Linked DNA regions of Ovis aries: region 1 is linked to region 2. Evidence: chromatin contacts called from public Hi-C data. All regions are on one chromosome and are shown on one strand. The core of a region is the stretch at or near the end of the contact, and the rest is flanking DNA. Distances in the headings are between cores, read along the strand shown.

Region 1 (5,135 bases), core at 2,456-4,955, 290 kb before region 2:
TGACTGCAGGAGAGAGGCTAGGCTAGATAGACTCTGTATCTAGGGAGGAGGGCCCTAACACTAGGTCTGGCTCTTACCATCTCATTTCCACTTGCTGCAAGGCCCCCAACTGGGCACTTTGATTCTCAGTCATTTTCAACGATGTAGCAAACCCCTCCCCTCCAACCCCCGCATCGGCCAATAGAGGGCGGCCTGTCTCTTCTTCCAGAAGTCTACCAGCCGCATACTCTGATTCCTTTTCCTTTCAGACCTGTTCGGTCCCAAACCCACCCCACCCCAGTTTAGAAGACTCTCTCCTTCCCCAACCAGCCCTTTCAAGTGCTTTTTAAAAAAAGGCATTTCCTAAAATCTAGAGAGAAGGGCGACAGATAGAAAAGTTCAAACAGCCTTTGGTCTGTAATTCTTCCATCCCTCTCTTCCACTCCTGTACTCATGCGTTGTTAGAAGTTCTGGCCTCTCCAATGAGCTGACAGTCTAATAGGGTGAATCAGAACTATTTAGAGAAAGGTTTATATTACAACGTATTTATTTACATATTTAATTTATATATTAATATAAGCATTTGTAATATAACATGATAGATGTAAGCAGAGGTGATTACAAAAGGCTATAGAACAGCTAAGGGAATAAGCTCAAGATGCTTCCCAGAAGAGGAGGCATTAAACCATATTCCATGTATGCTTCTAACTCTTATATTTGTACATGTCTCTCAGGGTCTGTATAACCCCCCTAGTTCCCTCTCTCCCTTGACCCCCAGTTGTCACCATGTTGGGCCCACCTAATCTCTCTTTTGAACCCTTAGTCTGTTTTCTGAAGATGAGGGAATCCTTTTGTGTCTGAGCCCCAATCGCATTGCCTTGGCTTCTGGCCACCTACTGTCTCTCCTGGATCCCAGAGGGGAAACGGCTATTTCATAACTGAGCTCCTACTTTACAGCTGTTTCAGGTAAGCTGCCAGGCCCTTGCAGGTTTCTTATTTGCCACTAGTTACAGGCCTTAAGGAACTATGCTTATTTTCTTTTTTGTTTCTCTATTAAGGCTATGGTAAAGGACCATGTGTAAGGAATTTTCTCAGCTGTTACATCCAAATTCGTGTACATTTGACTTCAATTCCCATGAGGAGTCAGACTATCACCTGTGTTGATCAATCTTCCTGAAGGTTCTACCTCTGGAATCCCAGGAATGATGTCCCTTGCTTGTGATCAATCTCTAGATTTCTCTAACTTTAATATATTGCCTTTAAAAATAAAATAAACAAACATAAAAGCAAGACCGTGGCAATGATTCTCTTTTCTTTCAACTACAGTAGCTTTCTCACTTCTGTATTTTTTTCCATCACCTGACCTTGGCTTTTCCTCTTAAGTCCTACAATGTTATCTGTTACATTTTAATAATGTCTTTATACTTGCATTTGAACAGAAATATAGATAACCTCCTCTGCAAGAGTGGAAAGGGCCTTTTAACACAGCTCAATGATGACAGCTTGTTGGCAAATCCCACGGTAGAGTACTGGTGCCTTGTTGGGGTCCAAGAAACAACCATGTTCAACAGCGTTGTATGTTTTATTGCTCTTGAATTTTGCTGATGGAATATCAAGCATATCTGAAATGATTTTACCACTTATAATACTTATAGTTATAGAACCTTAGGGTATGAGGTCCTTTGGAGATCATCTAACCTGACCTCCTACACAACTACAGGAACTGTCTCTACAACATCCCTGGAAACGAGTCATCTCAACAGCTCTTTAAATGCTTCCAGAAAATGGTATGCTCACTCCCCAGTTTCCACTGCTGACAATCAGTGATAATTAATGAGCCTCTTCCCCTTCTCAGGACAAAGAACTATGATTGGAGCAATGTTTAGTTTTCTGATTCCAATGACTGGGGAATATTCCACTGGTACCTTTGGCTTTTCCATTCGGGATTAGAGTGGTTAAACCAAAATGTTTATAAGAAGTATAAATTTGTTCCGCAAACAGAAGATTTCAAAGGCATCTTTGTTTCTTCTCTCCTTACACTGCTCTGCTATTAACTTTGGGTTCATTAGTCAGGATTTTCAGATCCACTTGGCTGCCACCTTCTTGCAGCCAGACCATCTTGGATCAAAAGGTCGGCAGGCCATTCCCATCTCACACCTGCCACAAGATCTGATTTTTCTTTCCTCCCACACTGATCCTAGTCACTTTCTGTTAATTCACTAATTTTATTGACCCTGTAACACATCCTGGGAATGGTGGGCCATTACAGAGCCTATCACTTCGAGATGCTTTTTCTGACAGCTACAGATGAGACACAACCTCCACACGATGCATTCTGCACCATTTCAGCTGCTTCTTTACCTGGTTTAACACAAAGAACATCTTCTTTATTAGCACATTCACGGAAAATGAAAAAAAAATTAAAACCCAATTTTGTCTACCACCTTGGCGAAAAGGGGGCAATGACAGATGACATTAATGACGCATGAGATATGCAGGTTTAGTCCTGTCAAGACTTGTAGTAGTCCAATTCGCCCTTACTCAAGGGAGAAAAATTCACCCCTACTTTCCATCCGCCCCCTCCTTTAATGAAGCACCTCGGCACAGACGGCAGAGCGACAAAACACACCAGGATGTGGACTCGAGCTACAACGGCCCCCAACAGTCTTCCCTCCTATCCTCCGGTATATTTACCTAGACCTTTTAAAGCACTTAATTAATTCACCAGCAGCTTCGCTGGAGGCGTCTCGAGCGTTCCGAGACTCCATTACATAATATCTTTTACAAACTCTATTCCCAGCTCGAGTGGAAGATGGATTCTCATCCAGTTTTGCAAAGGTTCCATGCGTTTTGCTTCCATTTCCCGGGTTTCGATCCGGCGGGCACCCCAGCCAAGGGCTGCAGCCTTCCACTCCGCCCCGAGCTCCGGGTTCCCCGCCACTCTCCGAGCTCAAAGCGTTTCCCGGAGGTGCATCTGCCTCGCCCTCGGGACTCCCAAGCCAACCACGGTGGCCCCGAAGGCTGGCGGGCGCTCGGGGACGCCGCAACTCTCGTAGCTCGCCGGTGCGCCCGAGCCGCAGCGCGCCGGCGATGCCGTAGCGGGAAAGGCGCGCGAAGACTCGGCCGCAGGGCCGGCTCGGTGCGCCGGGCTCGGGGAGGCGGAGGGGGAGGAGGGGGAGGAGGAGGAGGCGTGCGAGGGAGGAAGGGCCTGGCCGCCGGGGAGGGAGGGGGGAGGAGGGGGAGGGGGCCGGCCGGGCCAGGAGGGGTGGGGGGGCAGCCAATGAGCTGCGCGCGGCGCGGGGCGGGGGGGGCGCGGGTTGGGGGATGAGGTATGATGGGGGAGGGCGCAGCCCGAGCGGCGGAGGCTCGAGCCATAAACAAGCGCCCGGAGGAGCGGCGCAGGAGTGAGGCGAGCCGGGCGCGCGGAGCGGACGCCGCGGACCTTCTGCTGCGCCACCGCGCCCACTCGGCGGCTCGGGAGGCGGGGACCGGCCCGGAGGCTGCGCCGCTGCCGCCGCCACAACCACCGCCGCCGCGGGGTCGGCCGACGCGGAGGAGGAGAGAGGGAGGAGGCGCCGCCAGCCGGGGCTGGAGCCGAGCGCAGCCGCCGCCGCCGCCAGAAGTTTGGGTTGAACCGGAGCTGCCGGGAGGAAACTTTTTTTCTTTTTTCCCCCTCCCTCCCGGGAGGAGAAGAAGGAGGGGAAGCCACTGCTGGCGCCAACGCTAGTGGGCTTCGGGTCGGCGCGGCCCGCAGCGGGAGCGGGGGCCTCGCCCCGCGAGGGGAGGCTCGCCCCGGGGGCCCCGAGGGGGGCGGCGAGGACCGCGGGCTGCGGGTGCGGCGGCGGCGCGTGTGCCCCGCGCAGGGGAGGGCGCCCGCCCCGCTCCCGGCCCGGCTGCGAGGAGGAGGCGGCGGCGGCGCAGGAGGATGTACTTGGTGGCGGGGGGCAGGGGGCTGGCCGGCTGCGGGCACCTCCTGGTCTCGCTGCTGGGGCTGTTGCTGCTGCTGGCGCGCTCCGGCACCCGGGCGCTGGTCTGCCTGCCCTGCGACGAGTCCAAGTGCGAAGAGCCCAAAAGCTGCCCCGGGAGCATCGTGCAGGGCTTCTGCGGCTGTTGCTACATGTGCGCCCGCCAGAGAAACGAGAGCTGCGGCGGCGCCTACGGGCTCCACGGAGCCTGCGACCGGGGGCTGCGCTGTGTCATCCGCCCCCCGCTCAATGGCGACTCCATCACCGAGTACGAAGTGGGCGTCTGCGAAGGTACGGCCGCCCGCCGCGGGCCCCCTCCCACCTGGCCCGCGCCGCCCCCTCGGCGCTGGTGGCGCCGAACAAAGTTTGGCCGAGACTTTCCCGAGGAGAGAGGGCTCTTCGGAAAGGAGGGGCGCCCGCAACCCCCGGGAGTGAGCCCCGCGTCCCTGGGTTCCCAGCTCCCTGCTTCCCCGGATGCCTGGCCAGCCGCGGGAGAGGTTGGGTTGCGTGGGTGGGGGCCGGCGGGTGGGAGATCGCCCCCGGCCGCGCACAAACGCACACACGTGTGGCCCATCGGGTTGGGGTTGGGGTTGGGTGGAGTGGCCAGGCTGTGCGCCCGGAGGTGGGGGCGCCGCGGGCAGGGGGCACTGCGGAGGCTATGGCGAGCCCCTCGGGGAGTCCGGCCTCTGCCGCCCTCCCCGCACTAGCGCAGTGTGGAACCGAGTGCTGCACCACGTCCACTCAAGTCCATTTTCTGCTGGCGGAGGAGACGTGTCTCCAGCTCACACTCCCTGTGTGACTCTTGTATTATTTTTTCCTTGCGCTTTTCCTTCACCCCCTTCCTCCTCCTGCGCATATAAATCAGTTTCAGCTCCGGAATATGTCAGCCCAGGGGAAGTTACAGACGGTGGTTACTCATTTATTTGCCTATTGAAAGCGGTCAAAGGCTTTCTCTCCTGAATGAAGGGAGGGTTGGGGGGGAGGGCGGGGGGCTTGCACCTAGGAGTGAAAAGTTGTTTCTGTACTATTAGTGGCTGCTTTTTAAGATCAGATATCCGCGTCTTTCCAGTCGCGTTGCTTGTTCTTTTTGTGTGTTTAATAACGAGGATTGTTCTGCTGGTTTCTCCAGTGAAGTATTGTGCACCATGGTGTCTGATTGAAGGAGAAGGATTGGGTTAGCGGAGCCCTCCT
Region 2 (5,042 bases), core at 1,983-4,482:
AAGATCCTCTAGAGTAAGAAGTGGCAACCCGCTCCAGTATTCTGCCTGTAAAATTCCATCGATAGAGGAGCCTGGGGGCTACAGTCCAGGAGGCTGCAGAGTTGGACACGACTGAGCAATTGAGCATATATCCACTCGAATGGATAACATTTTAAAAGATGGACAACACAAAAATTGGTAAGGAATGTGGAGAAACCAGCACTCTTATGCAGTGAAAATGTGGATATAAAGTGATACAACCAGCTGGGAAGTGGTCTCAAAATTTCTTATAAAAAAGAGAACTTTTTAAGCACTCCCAAACACATGTGTACCCAAATGTTCATAGAAACTTCACTCCTAATAGCCCCAAACTGGACACAAAGTGTGTTAATAAGAGAATATACAACAAACTGCCATATGTTCTTAAAATGAACTACCACTGGGTGACAAATAGGAATAAATCACAGATACAGGCAGCAGCATGGATGCGTCTCAAAGATTTTACGAATGTCTCTGAGTCTGAATCATACGAATGTCTGAGTGAAAGAACTCTTACTCGGTGAGTCCATACTGTATAATTCTATTTCTGTGACGTTTTTAAATGAGTGAAACTAATTTATGGTGTAAAAAAATCAGAAGTTTGCCTTTGGGAGGTGAGTGGGACTTAACTGGGAAGGAGCATGAGGGAAATCTGGGGGGTGGGAGGGGTGGATAATGGTAACCTTTTATATTTTGTTAGGGGTTGGGTTACACAGGTGCATGTCATTTTCAAAACTTGCAGAGGTGTACTTAAGATCTGGGTGCTGTATAGCATTCAAATTCTACATCAAAAGAAAAAACATGTTAAACAAATATTAAACTCTAGTTACCAATATGTATGCTGAGACAGTTAAAAGTAAACATACTAATGTCTGCAGATTAGTTTGAAACGCATGAAAAAAGTGAGATGGATTGACAGATGGCTAGGTGGACACATGGTGATAAAGTAAAGATATATGTTAAATAAGTGGACAGTGGGCATATGAGTGTTCACCATAAAAATCTTTTGACCTCACTGTAAGTTTGGAAATTTTCATAATACAATTTTGGAGGGTAAAAGGAAGGAGATAATGGGTTAAGAATAACATTAACTACATCATGAGCAACAAGAGGGGTCATAGGCTATTATTTAATGCTGACAAACAGAACTGTAGATGCCTAAGAATACAAAGATAAACACTAAGAAAGATAATATTATTGACTAAAATTGGAAAGCAAATGAGATGAGAGAGAATGCAAGCTAATTTTATTTTGCTCAGAATGTGAAATCAGTGCACAAGAAAGACACTATTAGTATTTATAACACATCTTTAAAAATGAAAGAAACGAGATCAAACATAGAGGTTATACCGATAAAGTTATCTATCCTACGATAAAAGTAGAATTCAGCTCTGTGCTGTATATAAAAGACTTGCCTAAAACGAAGTGATTCAGAAAGGCTAGAAATAAAAGGCTATGCAAAGTTGCGCCAGTCAAAAGCAAACAGAAAGAAAGCAGGAGTCAAGGCTCTGATACCAGACAAGGTAGAATTCAAGCCAAAAATATTAATCAAGACAAAGAAGATGCTAGATAACCATGCTGTTGAGAAATGAATCTTTAAGTTTAGTTCATTCATTAATTTATATAGTACAGAAACCATTTCCATCATCACAAGAAAGTTCTGTTGGGTAGAACTGCTTTATATTAAAGACTCCAAGTTACAATGAGGATATGACAGTTATAAATATCTACATACCAAATAACATAGCATCTACTTTAAAACAGCAGAAATGATGAAAAGATGCATATCCACTACAAGAAAAGACTTTAAAATCAAATTTCTCCATTCAAGACCAACAAGTGAAAATATCTAGAGCTTAAGTATTGAAACTGAAATATACACACTGCAGGAAGGTTTAATGAGCTGATCATTCTTTAAGTTCTCAGAATCTCTCTAAATACTCTCTTCTCCCAGCATATGGTTTGCATTTGCAGCCCTTGAAAACATTTGGTGATTTCTTAATAAATTTTCAGTGTTTCTAATGAATATGCATGGCTATAGAAGGAATTATGGAACAAATGAACTGCTCTAAAAACATATTTGCATCATAAGTGTACTAACCTTCAGGGTTGTGCTGTGAATACAATTTGTGGGAATTTTTGAAGTGTTCTGAATTTTTAGGAAGAAAGTCACTGCATAAGCATTTCTGTTTTGGCTTTTTAACTGAGTACATGGGTCCCCAAGGAAAAACCATTTTTGTCTTGCTTCAACTATTCACTCCAATTAAATCCTACAACAGTCGGGTCCATTTGAGGAACAATGCGCCTGGCTCAGCTGACATTTCCTCTGATGATAAGCTATTTGAAAACCATTTCTTGACTTCCTTTCTTAAGCCTACAGCCTGGTGACTGGCGGAATACTCTAAACTTTGGTACTGTTACTGGAGCCCAGGTAGAAGGGAGACTCATGCTGGGCTTATCCTCTCTTTTTTTTGGCCACGCAGCTTGGGGGATCCTAGTCCCATGAACAGAAATTGAATGCCGGCCTTCAGCAGTGAGAGTATGGAGTCCTCACCACTGGACCACCAGGGAATTTCCCCTGGTCTTGTTTTTAAACTGAAGACCCATCAATGGCCCACCCACTTCAGCTTCCCAACAAACACAGGGCGGAATTGTTCACCAGGGGAAGAGGTATAGAACAAGATGGAACCCCACCAAAGCCACAAAACCCACCTCTGCTTCCTTCTCTGAGAATGACAGTGCCCCTCACAAATGGTGACCCAACACTCTAAGGCCATAGAACAGTTTTCTTCAATAGGTAGGTGTTATGGTAACACAGGACTGCCTACACCTATTACAATTGCCTTTAAGGCTGCATAGGGTCAAGGATTACTTATAGGAAAAGGCTTCTTCCTTTGATCCTTTTATCCTTCCTGGTTAAATATGTACATGGACTAGCTTGTGCTGCAGATGCTATTTCTCATTTCAATTACTTATCACCTTTCCTTTGAACCTCTGTATCACAGGGCAGCATAAAGATAGGACCATCCAGGGCTGAAGCCAAGGGCACTGAAAATGTTCCCATGGCCAAGAAGTGCTTGCCCACCTTGACAACTCATTGGATGGCTTGTCCATCCTTTTTCCCAGAAGCAGCGTGTTGCCACTAGTCAGCTGTGTGTGACCAATGTGGATGTGCCAGCTTAAGATGGTCACTTTTTTAACTTTGACCAGCCCAGTTTAGCTGTAGATGATGATGATAAAGTTGCTCTCACTGGATGAGAAATGAAACACCATATCCACTTTGAGGTACTTCATCACAAACAATGTATTTGCCAACATCCAAGGGAACTTATAATCTGATATAACTTGATCATCTTCCTGTGACGTATATCAGAGGAGAAGGTCACCTTCAGTTCATCTTTGGCATGACTCCTAAAGTGGTGTGAAATATCAGAAGTGGTGAGTGTTGGGAGGACAAACATATCATCTGGGAAGGTGACCACATCAGTGAAGGCAGCATGAACTCAGGCCTCGCTGGGGAGTCTATCAAACCTTAGAGACGAGTCAGGAGAGGCAGCACTTCTGCATAAGGCAGCCTTTCGGGAAGGCTTTCTGTCACACATGTAAGTTGGTGACTGGAAGGCTGCTTCCCCAGGGACTCAAACTGTTTCTGTGTTTTTAGTATCTGTTTATTTATTTGGCTGCACGGGGTCTTAATTGCAGCACACGGGATCATTGATCTCTGCTGCGGCACGCAGGAGCTTTAGTGGTGGCATGTAGGACATGGTTCCCAAGTGTGTATGTGTTAGTCTCTCAGTCGTGTCCAACTCTGCCAGGGGTCAAACTCAGGCCCTCTGCTTTGGGAGCTCGGAGTCTTAACCACTAGACCACCAGGGAAGTCTCCACATGGAAACTGTTTGGCTTAAAGAAATGAAGCAAATGCCTAAAGACATTTAGCTGTCCAACTCTTTGTGACAGCAGCAATGAAGCAGTCTGTTTTTGCAGGGGAGGTAAACTGCAACATCCAAGGGAACTTCAGCCTAAAGGAAGCCTCACACACCCAGTCTGAAGGGTGAGTTAGCCTTGATAATAGTGGGTTGGATGAACCCAGTGGAGGAAAGCCCTGTTTGGATTCACTGTATTTACATATATGGGCATTTGGGTCTATCTTTCTCCCAGAGGGGCTACTTCACTAGTGAATCCTCAACAGAGTTCTCACAATATACAGGGTTTGGAGGATTCCTTTTTACACTTCTGAATCACAGAAGTCCAATCTTCTGGAGTCTTACCCTCTTTCTTATTAGTCTTGGATGGAGCGGAGAATTTGCTTAGCAGTTCATGTTCTGGAATCCAGGCCATGGTCTAAAGGCAGGCTCCTTTCACCCAAGATTGCAGACCATGGGATTGGCCAACATATAGTAGAGGTCTCAGAATCAGAGCCTAGACACGTGGCCCCAGTGCATAAGCCAGTCCAAGTGACTGTTTGGAGAAACCCAGAGAATCTATTTTTGTCTTCATTCATTTAAGAAATATTCATTGATAGTCAAACAAATGCCAGGTACTTGTTCAGGAATGTAGGGGTTTGTCTACAAACAACAACAAACTATATATCTCTCCTTTGGGGTCCTTACATTTGGTAGGGAAGAAGACAGTGATGAAGGAAGACAGACGTGGGCAATAGAAGCCAACTGGAAGGTGTCCCAGAATCAGAGGCAGGTATCTGCTGGTTCATCCACAGCCTGCATGGACCTGAGAGGCGCTTTCCTGGAGCCTGAAGCTGGGCAATGAAGCCAGCCAACGGACAGCCTCTCTCCATTCCTGTTTTTTTCCATTTGTAAAACTGAGATTATGATATCTGTTTGCAGATGCTTTGAATTCCAGGTGTGCAAAACGATCCCTGAAGTGAATGCAAAGTTATTCTCACTCCAGCATGAAAGTTCTCTGGGCTTTTTGATCTTGTCACATTTTGAAAGCCATGTGCTCCAGTAGAATGGCCCCTGGACTGCCCTCAGGGTACCCGTGTTCCGGTCCAGCTCTGCCATCAG

What was found. A called contact is a pair of places that touch in the nucleus more often than the background predicts.
Region 1: a contact with region 2 is called in a Hi-C map of muscle, with 6 times the contacts expected there. The contact joins the promoter of CRIM1 here to the enhancer-like site in region 2. A contact is called at or near these places in 5 of 16 Hi-C or Micro-C datasets (hypothalamus, liver, muscle and 2 more).

What each region holds. Positions count from the first base shown.
Region 1 is chr3:87,691,207-87,696,341 of ARS-UI_Ramb_v3.0, reverse strand. CRIM1 (cysteine rich transmembrane BMP regulator 1) reads left to right here and starts at 3,705. Exons shown (of 15, transcript XM_060412267.1): 1 at 3,705-4,235. The coding sequence starts at 3,905.
Region 2 is chr3:87,402,676-87,407,717 of ARS-UI_Ramb_v3.0, reverse strand. No RefSeq gene overlaps it. Among named protein-coding and RNA genes, the nearest start is that of FEZ2, 32 kb to the left of the region's middle. Within about 2 kb of position 3,232, at least 2 of the 54 cell types and tissues checked have an H3K27ac peak or open chromatin away from gene starts, as enhancers often do. A contact at or near this core is called in muscle, where this site is marked.